Regions from separate parts of the Sus scrofa genome. Here regions 2 and 3 are each linked to region 1. A link is a contact called in public HiChIP or PLAC-seq and promoter capture Hi-C data. All regions are on one chromosome and are shown on one strand. Each heading gives the region's core, a stretch centred on a gene start, on an enhancer-like site or on the middle of the called end of the contact. The rest is flanking DNA. Distances are from core to core; before and after follow the strand shown.

Region 1 (3,400 bases), core at 394-2,893:
CCTCGGGAACACTGGGACCAGTGACCCGCAGGCTGGAGGATGGAGTCGGACCGCGCGGACAGTGTTCTGGCTTCTAAGTGGGTGCTGGTTGCCTCTAGCTCACCGTACCTTAAACATAGTTATTTTACCAGCAAAAGGGCTTTATTCAGGAGTAGAAAGGAATGGCAATTTGGGACGTACAGTTTGACGAGAGTATAACCACGTGGGGCAAACAGAGGAAGTGAGAAGGGCTGCTTCCAAGAAGGTCCATGGGAGGAAAGCGAGAGTGGTGGGGAGGGTTCCAATTGGCTGGATGACGGTGGCTTCTCATTGGCTGAGCAGCAGTGGTCTCCCCTTGGCTGAGCTGTTGCCACCGCGGAATCTTCCCTCCCTGGCTGGTCTGCGGAGGGGCTGAGAGGTACTTCCCTGAGGGCTCCAGCTTCCGCCTCCAGCCTCCATCTTTTTTCCCTTTTTAGGGCAGTGCCTGCTGCGCATGGCAATTCCCAGGCTAGCGGGCCTACACCACAGCCACAGCAACGTGGGACCCCAGCCGCCTCTGTGACCTACACCACGCTCATGACTCGGCAATGCCGGATCTTTAACCCACTGAGCGGTGCCAGGGTTTGAACCCGAGTCCTCATGGATACTAATCAGTTGGTTAGCCCCTGAGCCAGGGCAGGAACTCCTCCAGCCTCCGTCTTAAATGAGGTTCCTATTCCTAATTGTCACACTAATTGGGGAGTCCTGAATCCTCTGTCAATTAAAAACGCTTTGAAATGGAATCAGCACATGGCATGTCTCCCATGCAGACTGACGGGAGCTCCAAGCGAGCCCCTGGTCTCTGGGTGGAGCTGGAGGAAGGTTGCGGGAAAGGACTGCAGCCCCTTGACAGTTTGAGGGTACTTGGCACCTGCAACGTGGCGGGAGGGAGGGAGAAGGTGAGCCTCCCTGAATGGCAGGATCAAGCCAGAACTGAACCCGCATGCGTGAGAGCCGCACCAGGGTTTCTTTTCCTTGCTGCAGGGGAGTTTTCCTGAGGCTCCACACCAGTGAGTCTGCAGGTCCACCGGTCTGGCTTCCGTGGCGGAGGTCTCTCCAGCGCCCTTCACCCGTACCCCTGGGCCACGGCTCCCCGGACAAGCGGGCTCTGTCGGGCGGGACCTTGCTCTCCCACAAGCGGGCTTCACACCACAGACACAGCCAGCTTTCAAAACCTGAATTAGGTGAAGCTGTTTACAGCAAATGGTTTTCGTATAGTCATCGTTCCTGAATCGAGTTTTTAGTTTACATCACCTTAGTTAGAGAAATACTTTTTTCTGAGCATAATGGAGTAGCCATATCTGTTATTTTTGATTCTTTCCCCCCATAGATTGCCTTTTAAAAAGTACAGTGATTTAAAAATGTGCTTGTGGCGTTGCCACTGCGGTGCAGGGATTGGCGGCAGCATCTCTGGAGCACTGGGACACAGGTTCGATCCCTGGCCCAGCACAGTGGGTTGGGGATCCAGCGCTGTTGCAGCTGTGGCTTAGGTCACAACTATGGATCAGAGCTGATCCCTGGCTTGTGAGCTCTGGGGCCGGGGCAGAGAGCAGCCAAAAAAAGAAATAAATGACATTAAGAAAATGTACTTGTAAGTCCATAATTACGGATAATAAAAGTTTTGTAAAGTCAACAAATTAGTATCTCGTCTTCACTCTATAGTTTCAGTACTCTCTTAGTGTCTCCTGACCTCGGTACACTCTTATGATTTGTTTTCTATCTTGGGCACAGGAGACAGGTATACTTACTAATTTTTCTCAAACACGACATTTTGTGCATTGCCTGGACACATACATTTTTTAAATGAAGTTTTAGGGTTTAAGTCGTGTGTCTCGATTGTGGCTTCAGGGTCCTCCAGGCAGAGGGCTTCTTTGTGGGTCAGGGAGGTGCTTCCACCGTGGTGGTTTGCTGACCTGGGCTCAGTCAGGTGGGTTTTGGCCTCCACAGGTGGCACTGACGTGGGTCCCACTAAGGCAGAGGCTGGGGCGGACGCCATCAGAGCAGACGCCCAATGAGGACGAAGACATTTGCTTTGCCCTTTGCAAGGCAGCTCCAGCTGGTAAGGGGGGTTTCCGGCCCAGCAGGTGGTGTGGGAAGGGCCAAGGAGTGAGGCCTGGCAGCCACAGACTGACCAGCAGCAGGGAGTGGCACCTCCCAATGCGGGCACCTCCAGACCAAGTGGGGGTGGGGGAGTCTCAGGGCGGCTTCCTGGAACCTAACCTGCCTCGCAGCCAGCACCGCCTTGTGTCCTGGGCGGACTGACCACACCAGGCTGGGGGCCACACAGCAGAGAGCAAAACCACTCTGAAAGAGGAGGGCAGGGTCCCTCCTGCCCCTTGCAGCTGCCCATTCTGTTGTCACCTGTGCCCTCGTCTTCTCTCCCATCAGGGCACCCAGGTCAGGGCCCACCGTCCTCCAGTAGAGACTCGTCCTAACCTGATCACGTCTGCAAAGACCCCAGGGTTAGGGCACACCGACCCACAGCTGCGGGGTAACGGGCGCTGCCGGAACCAGGGCTGCTGCTCGGGGAGTGTGCCCGGCTTCTGACCGCGGCGGGTGGGAGACAGGAGACCTCGGTGGGCAGTGGGCTGTAGGGCTGAGGGGCCCCATCTCAGGGAGGAAGTGACAGGGCCCCCTGCCCAGGACCTAACCCCTGTGCTGCCGGCCTCGGCCCTCGAAAACCGTGCTCAGGAGACAAGTGTTGGTAGAAACGGAGGCAGTTGCTCTGGTCAGAAGCCGACACTCTGGGGAGGAGGCGGGCTCAGGGTCCCCAAACCAACCAGGAAGATTCTGCCGTGGAAGTTTTCAAGGGCGACGGGAGGTGACGTCCGTTAATCGTGGAGCCAGGAGGGCAGCGTCCCCCACGGGCGGCCGGCTTGTTCCCTCTCCTGAGCTTCCTGAGATGCTGTCCTGTCCCACAGCTTGTTCGCCTTTCGAGACTCTGCCCAAGGGGAGCTGTGGGAAAGGTCCGGTCCTCTGTGCCTCACTTACTCTGCATTCGTGCTTCTCTCATCTAGAAGAGAACCGATCGTTCAGCAAAAGGCGCCGTGTGACCCGGAGACTTGCCGGGTGTCCTAAGGCCAGAGCTGAGCAGGGCCTGGGGGCGCCTGGCTTCAGGGTGGTGGCCAGACAGGAGGGCCTGCTGCAGAGAGCTCCTTCCTGCCCAAAGCTCCTGACCCCTGCATCATCTCAAGATTCTTCCTTCTGGGACCTTCTCTCAACTGGCTTCAGTCCAGCCTCGCAGGCCACGGCCTTCCTCTCTGACGTGATGAGGACAGAGCTGACCATTGCAGAAGCAGAAACCCCTACACACTCTGTGGGATGGGTGTTTGTGGTGAGGAAACAGACTCGGGGGAGCAGGGTACACTGCCAGAGAGACAGC
Region 2 (3,400 bases), core at 562-3,061, 1.2 Mb after region 1:
CAAACTCCTTATACGATTGGGCTGGGGGATTGCTAAGCAATTCCTAGGGCTATACTTTCTCTTTTGTTTTGCTTTTTTCTTTTTAGGGCTGCACTCCAGGCCTGTGGAGGTTCCCAGGCTAGGGGTCAAATTGGAGCTACAGCTGCCAGCCTACACCACAGCCACAGCAACGCGGGATCCTCAACCCACTGAGCGAGATCAGGGATTGAACCCACAACCGCATGGTTTCTAGTTGGGTGTTTCCTCCGAGCCATGTCAGGAACTCCTATACTTTGTCTTTTGAACAATTTCCAAGTTGACACTTAATTTCTCAGTGAGGAGTTCCCATCGTGGCGCAGCGGTTGATGAACCCGACTAGGATCCATGAGGATGCGGGTTCCATCCCTGGCCTCGCTCAGTGGGCTAGGGATCCGGTGTTTCTGTGAGCTGTGGTGTAGGTTGCAGACAATGTGGTGTAGGTTGCAGTCACAGCTCGGAACCTGCGTTGCTGTGGCTGTGGTGTAGGCCAGCTACAGCTCTTTTTCAACCCCTAGCCTGGGAACCTCCATATGCCTCAGGTGCAAACCTAAAGAAAAAAGCAAATAAAAAATTCCCAGTGAGATTATAGCTTTTTTCTTTCTTTTTTTGCTTTTTAGGGCCACACGTGCGGCATATGGAAGTTCCCAGGCTAGGGGTCAAATCGAAGCTGCAGCTCTCAGCCCACACCAGCAGCACACTGGATCCGGCCGCTTCTGCGACCTACATCACAGCTCACCGCAATTCCGGATCCACTGAGGGAGGCCAGGGATCGAACCTGCATCCGCATGGATACTAGTCTGGTTGGCAACCCACTGAGCCACAACGGGACCTGCCCCCTTTACCTACTTCATTGTTTATGTTACTGCAGTTCATCCTCCTATACTTTGTCCTACAATTTAGGTGACGTCTTCTTCACTAAACTGCAGTCTCACAAGGGCAAAGGCCAGTGGGTTCTACATGTAACTATGGCACCTAGGGCAGGATTAGCACAGAACACACGGATCAACAATTACTTGGGGGAGTTCTCTTTGGGCAACTCGTGCCGCCTTAAAAAAAAACCCAAAAAAACAAAAAAACCCAAAAAGCAAAACCCCCACAATTACTTGGCTCCTGTCTAGGGGGAGGGAGTCCTTTACACCCGAGTTTCAAGTGAGAGGATGGTAGGACTTTTTCAGTAAACGAATTGTGTGTTGAACTCCTGGCCCGTTCTGAAGCAATTTGCCATCCCTGAATCTTTCATGACACCTCGACGAAGTTCAGGTGTCCGGCTCCAGCCCTGGCTCTCCCCGAGCATCCTTCCCGGGCCCTGCGTCTGGCCCCGAGGGCATCACCACCCGGGGTGGTCTTCCTCCAGCCTGAGGCCGCCCCACGACAGGTGTTCGCTGACGTCTCAGACTTGTGTCGGCAGCACAAAGCAACCGATGCGAGAGCCCAGTGTGGCCAGAAAATCACATTTATTCGTAGAGCACTTCGTTTCCAAACAGCCGTCACAAACGTCATCCCACTTGGTTCTCCACAAGCCGAACTGGAATCCAGGTTTCTGATTCCTTTTCATGGCATCAGCGGGGACGTCGGCCTCCTCGCGTCAAGTTAGCCTTTCTTAAACGTCCTGTCTTCGAGGGTAGCCCAAGTGGCTTTTCCTGGTCTCCCGCCCAGACCTCGCCCAGCGCCCGCCTGGATGCTCAAGAGCCCGCCCAGGAACTCCCGCGCACGGCGCCGAAGAGGAAACTCGCGGGGCGGAAAGGCGCTACGGACGCACTGGTCCCCCGGAACCCCTTCCTGGGGCCCTCTAGGCTTCCACCGCGTCTCAGTGGTTCTTCCGGTTTCTCTCGCGCTATTCCCGCCTCTTCCGTTCTGTTGCCGAGATTTAACGGACTCTCGCGACATCTAGGCCTCTTCCCAGGCCTACAAGCGTCGGTGGCGGCAACGAGAGTTGCCGGCATCGTCAAGGTATGTCTCTCCCCGGCGCCATGCCCGTCCGCCGGCTTTGAGGGGCACACGTCTGGGGTCCTCGGGTGGGGATGCGGCCGATTACCCGGCCCGCGGCGCCCGATGGCTTGTGCGGGGAGGGCCGGGCCGGGGCCGCGGGCCGCTCGGCCTGAACGCTCTGTGCTTCCAGGTCCAGGCCATGTTCAGCTCCAGCGCGAAGATCGTGAAGCCCAATGGCGAGAAGCCGGACGAGTTCGAGTCGGGCATCTCCCAGGTGAGGGGCGGCGCCGGGGTCGGGGGCCTGGGGCCGGGGTCCGGGTCGCGCGCTGACCGCCGCTCCCGCCGCCTCCCCCGCAGGCCCTCCTGGAGCTGGAGATGAACTCGGACCTCAAGGCCCAGCTGCGCGAGCTGAACATCACGGCCGCCAAGGTGAGCGGGGGCCCGGGAGGCGGGCACGGGGGGCAGCGTCCGCGCCGGCGGGCGCCGGGGGCCGGGCGCCGGGGTCCGGACCGAGGAGGGCGCGCGCTTTCCTGTCCCTCCAGGAAATCGAAGTGGGCGGCGGTCGGAAGGCCATCATCATCTTTGTGCCGGTGCCGCAACTGAAGTCCTTCCAGAAGATCCAAGTGCGGCTCGTGCGCGAGCTGGAGAAGAAGTTCAGCGGGAAGCACGTGGTCTTCATCGCCCAGGTACCGGCGTCTCGTTCGGGGCGCTCGCGGCGCCGGGGTCGGTCAAGAGCGAGACCCACGCTTCGCGGGCGGGTCGGGAGCTCGCGGCCCCGGTGGCCGTCCACGTTGGGGCCGCTCCCGTGGCGGCGGCGGCGGCGGCCCGTCCCTGGCGAGGCAGGTGGAGGCCTGGGAGGGAGGGGGCACGGAAGGGCTGGTGGGGGCGCGGGGCTGGCTTTCCCGCCCGCAGGGCCCAGGGGCGGCGGCGGCCCGGCCGGTGAGCCCCGCCGCGCGTGCGGAGCGAGCGGTGTGTCCGCTGGGGAGAGACGCGGGAGCTTGCGCCTCCCGCAGTTCCGCTCGCTCGAGCCGCAGGTCCTGAAAGCAGTTCCGAGGAAGGACTGCTCAGGCTGTCGGGCTTTCCGGGGCTTCACATGTACCCAGCCCGGAGGCCCCTTGGCTTTTAAGGCGCTGGGCCGCTTCGTTTTCCGACACCTTAGGGCCTTGCTAAGGCAGTGTTACCGCATGACAGTGTCTGTCTTGCAGAGGAGAATTCTGCCCAAGCCAACTCGGAAAAGCCGTACAAAAAATAAGCAGAAGCGTCCCAGAAGGTGAGTTCTCAACATCAACAAATCTGTGTACCACTGTTACTAGTTCTTGATTTTCCTGGGTTGTTTATGTAGGTTTCTGAATTAAACATAATTTAGGAGAGCCATTCACATGGCAACTTGTATCGAGATTGTTAGTTTTTGTATATAGTTTTGTGGTTTAAGTTTTAGACATTTTGAAATGAA
Region 3 (3,400 bases), core at 351-2,850, 1.1 Mb after region 1:
TAACAAACCCAACTAGTTTCCATGAGGATGCAGGTTCGATCCCTGGCCTTGCTCAGTGGGTTAAGGATCTGGCGTTGGTGCAAGCTGTGGTGTAGGTTGCAGACGTGGCTCAGATCTGGTGTGGCTGTGGTGTAGGCCAGCAGCTGCAGCTCCATTTGGACCCCTAACCTGGGAACTGCCATATGCTGGGGATACAGCCCTAAAAAGCAAAAAAAAAAAAAAAAAAGTTCCCAGCTCATAGGACACTTAGATACTGCCTTGTGTGGAATTCATCTGTAAGAATTTTGTCTCATTATAATAATCAGAACAACATTTACTGAATGCTTATTATGTGCCAGGCTAAGTGCCTGAATTAAATGTATTAACTCGTTTCATTTCATAACAGCCACAAGGGGTAGATGCTCATGTCCCCATTTTATGGACAAGAAAACTGAAGCTCAAGGATAAGTGCTGGAACCAGGCTTCAAACCTCAGGAGCTTCAGCGGTGTCCAGGTCTTTAAAAACTAACACTGCTGCTTCTCTCACTGTATGTTTCTTGAAACTGGAAATCATTTATATTTTTAGCATGCATTTGCTGAGCACAATTAAGCATCAGCTACTTCATAGGGCAACCAATTGTGTTCTTATTTCTCTATGGCTATCCTGCAATGCCTCGAACATAATCGGCCAGCCATCCGAATAGACAGAAACCAGTACAGGGCTGTAACAGGCCCAGCTCAGTGTGACCTACCTGCCCTTCTAACTCATCCTTTTAGCCCACCGCTCCTCCCTCCTTCACTCTGTCCACTCAGCTCTCTTGCTGTCCTTCTAAATGGCCAGAGGCATCCCCACTCCACCGCTTACAGTGGGACCCACTCATTTCAGTCATCCAGGGAGCACTGAATACAGTATGGTCACAGTAAACAGGCGTTAGAGAACACAGGACAAGGAGGAATAGGACAGGAATGGGAAAACACATGAAATCCCACCAGAATGTGAGCTTTAGTTAACAGGACTGTACCAATGCTAATTTCCCAGCCTTGGTCAAGGTTCGCTGGCCATGGGAGATGCCAGCGTTAGGGGAAGCTGGGTGAAGGAAACACAAGAACTTTCTCTGTATCTTCACAAGGCTTATGTGGATTTAACATTGTGCCAAAATTAAGCCAAAAAAAAACCCCAGATACAGATACAGTGCCTGCCTCCAGGAAGGAACTCCAATGCTGGAAGAAACGTACACAGGTAAATACGCCCAGGTGAGTGGTGCGAACTAGGCCACAGTAACGCCCCGGGATGGGGGGACGCGGCGGGGGGCTCCCAAGCCCGGGGGTCGCGGGCGGACCTGCTGCGCTCACTCTGGGTCACGCAGACCCCTGGCCCGTCCTGGGTGACCACGGCCTTTGGTCTCCGGAGGCTCAGTGACCTCGGCTACACAGGGGAAACCGCTCCGGGCGCCGCGGGGCCTTCTTGTGACCCACCTGGAACTCCAGGCCGTAGATCACCGGCGCGTCGTCCTCCATGCTGCGGCCGCTCACACGCCTAAGGCGGACCCCCGGAGCCGGCGCGCCCACAGCTCACTATCCATTCATTCCCTCCAGCCCAGGCGGCGTCTAACCGGAAATCTTTATAGCCCAGTCCGGCTTCGGTAGGGCTCACTTCCGGCGCCTTCCTTTTTCGTCATCACTGTACTCCTCGCCGGCGGCCAATAGCGGCAGCGCGGGTCTCGCGCGCATGCTCACTTGGCTCCCATCCGGGCTCTCAGCTTCGCGGCCCGGCAGCGGGACCAAGAGGGGAGGAGTCTCGCCTGGGGCGTCGCTGCAGCGCCAGGTCGCAGCCCTCGCTGGGCCGCCCACTGCGGGGAGCCCTCTCGGCTCCCTTGCTCCAGAGGGAATCCCTCACCTGTGGCTGCGATGACATTAGTACTTTTCCGGGCGCGCACTTTATAGGCACTGTCTTGAAATTCTTCCTTTCAGCCTTAGGCTAAGGCATCATACTTAACCTTGTGCAGATGAGCCGCTGCAAATGTGTGACAGTTTGGGGCACGGGGGTGTTAAGGTGAGGGGACCAGGGTATGTGCCTGGTCTTTCAGACCCGGGTAGGCTGGGCCCAGGAGCCTTAGAGTTAGGGGCCGCGCTAGTTCATGTCCGCAGGTGCCCAGCGCTGTGTGTCGACTGGCAAAAGGACCACACTACCAGCGCCGCGGTGACGAAGGATGCTTGTCAGGAACCACTGCCATTGTTTGGCAGCATTCACTTCTAAAGGGGTTTCAGTGGGAAGACCCTGGCATCCCTCCGTCTCCAAAGACGTTCGTGCTGGAGAGGTTGCCCCTCTCAGGCAGTACTCCCAAAATGCCTGGCCTTGACATGTCTGCCAGTGCCCTTGGCAGACAGGAATGACATTCCAGGGAATCCTAAAATGCTGAAGCTGAACCTCCTTAACTAGTCTGAATTCCATAAGATTCCAGGACTGCGCGCTTCTCTTCCATCTGTGCGACCATTTAATTTTACTGTCTTTCCTTAATCTTTGTGACAAATAACTGGGTTTGGAACAGGTGATATGAAAAGATGCTCGATATCACTAATTATCAGGGAAATGCAAATCAACCCCAATGAGCTCTCACCGTGACACCTCACAGAATGGCTGTTATCAGAAAGTTAAAAGACAACAGGTGTTGGCAGGATTGGAGAAAAGAGATCTTTTGTACACTGTTGGTGAGGAGGTAAATTGATACATCAACTAAGGAAAACAGTATGGAGCTTCCTTAAAAAATAAAAGCAGAACTGCTATATGATCCAGCAGTCCCACTTCTATGATCTGAGAGAAAGGAAATCACTAACTCAAAGAGATATCTGCACTCATTGTGCATTGCAGCAGTTTTAACGTAAGCTAAGGAGACATACTAAGCGTCTGCCAACAGCTGGATGGAAAAGGAAAAAAATATGTATATATTATAATACCAAGCGAGGGCTCAGTGCCTGCCGCCCATAGAAGCCCATACTATGGCATTGGCTTTTGAGAAAAGAACAGTCCTTATTGTGAGGCTGACCAGCAAGGGAACATAGGCAGGTCTTAAATCTATGTCCCTGATGCAGGATTTGGGGAGAAATTTGAGAGATTAGGGGAATTTCAAACTTGGAAGCAGATTGACTAGTCTAAAATCAGTCCATATAAACGACTCGTGCTGCTGGAAGCCACATAATCCTTCTTGAAAGATTTCTTGCCTCGTAAAGGGCTCCAGCCACGTTTCTACTTGAGTTGTATAGACTGAAGATTCTTTGAGGGGTCGCACTGGAGACATAGGTTCCCGTCTTGCGTGTGTTATGTGCTGTCCATAAAACAACTCAAGGTTTGATTAATCATCTATTTAAGGAAACCAGTTTAAGCTGGCCAGTTTTTAAGTGCCTTTTCATTATATATATAGAG

The links. Promoter capture Hi-C pulls out the DNA fragments that hold promoters and counts their contacts. HiChIP or PLAC-seq counts read pairs in DNA pulled down with a chosen protein or histone mark.
Region 2: an H3K27ac HiChIP or PLAC-seq map of alveolar macrophages shows a contact between it and region 1. The contact joins the promoter of RPS7 here to the promoter of TMEM18 in region 1. A contact is called at or near these places in 1 of 5 promoter capture datasets (liver) and 1 of 2 datasets of contacts at active chromatin or transcription factors (alveolar macrophages).
Region 3: a contact with region 1 is called in a promoter capture Hi-C map of liver, with 6 times the contacts expected there. The contact joins the promoter of EIPR1 here to the promoter of TMEM18 in region 1. A contact is called at or near these places in 1 of 5 promoter capture datasets (liver) and 1 of 2 datasets of contacts at active chromatin or transcription factors (alveolar macrophages).

The regions. Positions count from the first base shown.
Region 1 is chr3:132,422,351-132,425,750 of Sscrofa11.1, reverse strand. TMEM18 (transmembrane protein 18) reads right to left here and starts at 1,643. Exons shown (of 5, transcript XM_003125401.5): 1 at 1-1,643.
Region 2 is chr3:131,261,696-131,265,095 of Sscrofa11.1, reverse strand. It overlaps RPS7 (40S ribosomal protein S7), which reads left to right and starts at 1,811. Exons shown (of 7, transcript XM_005662783.3): 1 at 1,811-1,968; 2 at 2,138-2,221; 3 at 2,305-2,376; 4 at 2,490-2,633; 5 at 3,153-3,217. The coding sequence starts at 2,147.
Region 3 is chr3:131,359,141-131,362,540 of Sscrofa11.1, reverse strand. It overlaps EIPR1 (tumor suppressing subtransferable candidate 1), which reads right to left and starts at 1,600. Exons shown (of 9, transcript NM_001244207.1): 1 at 1,456-1,600. The coding sequence starts at 1,497.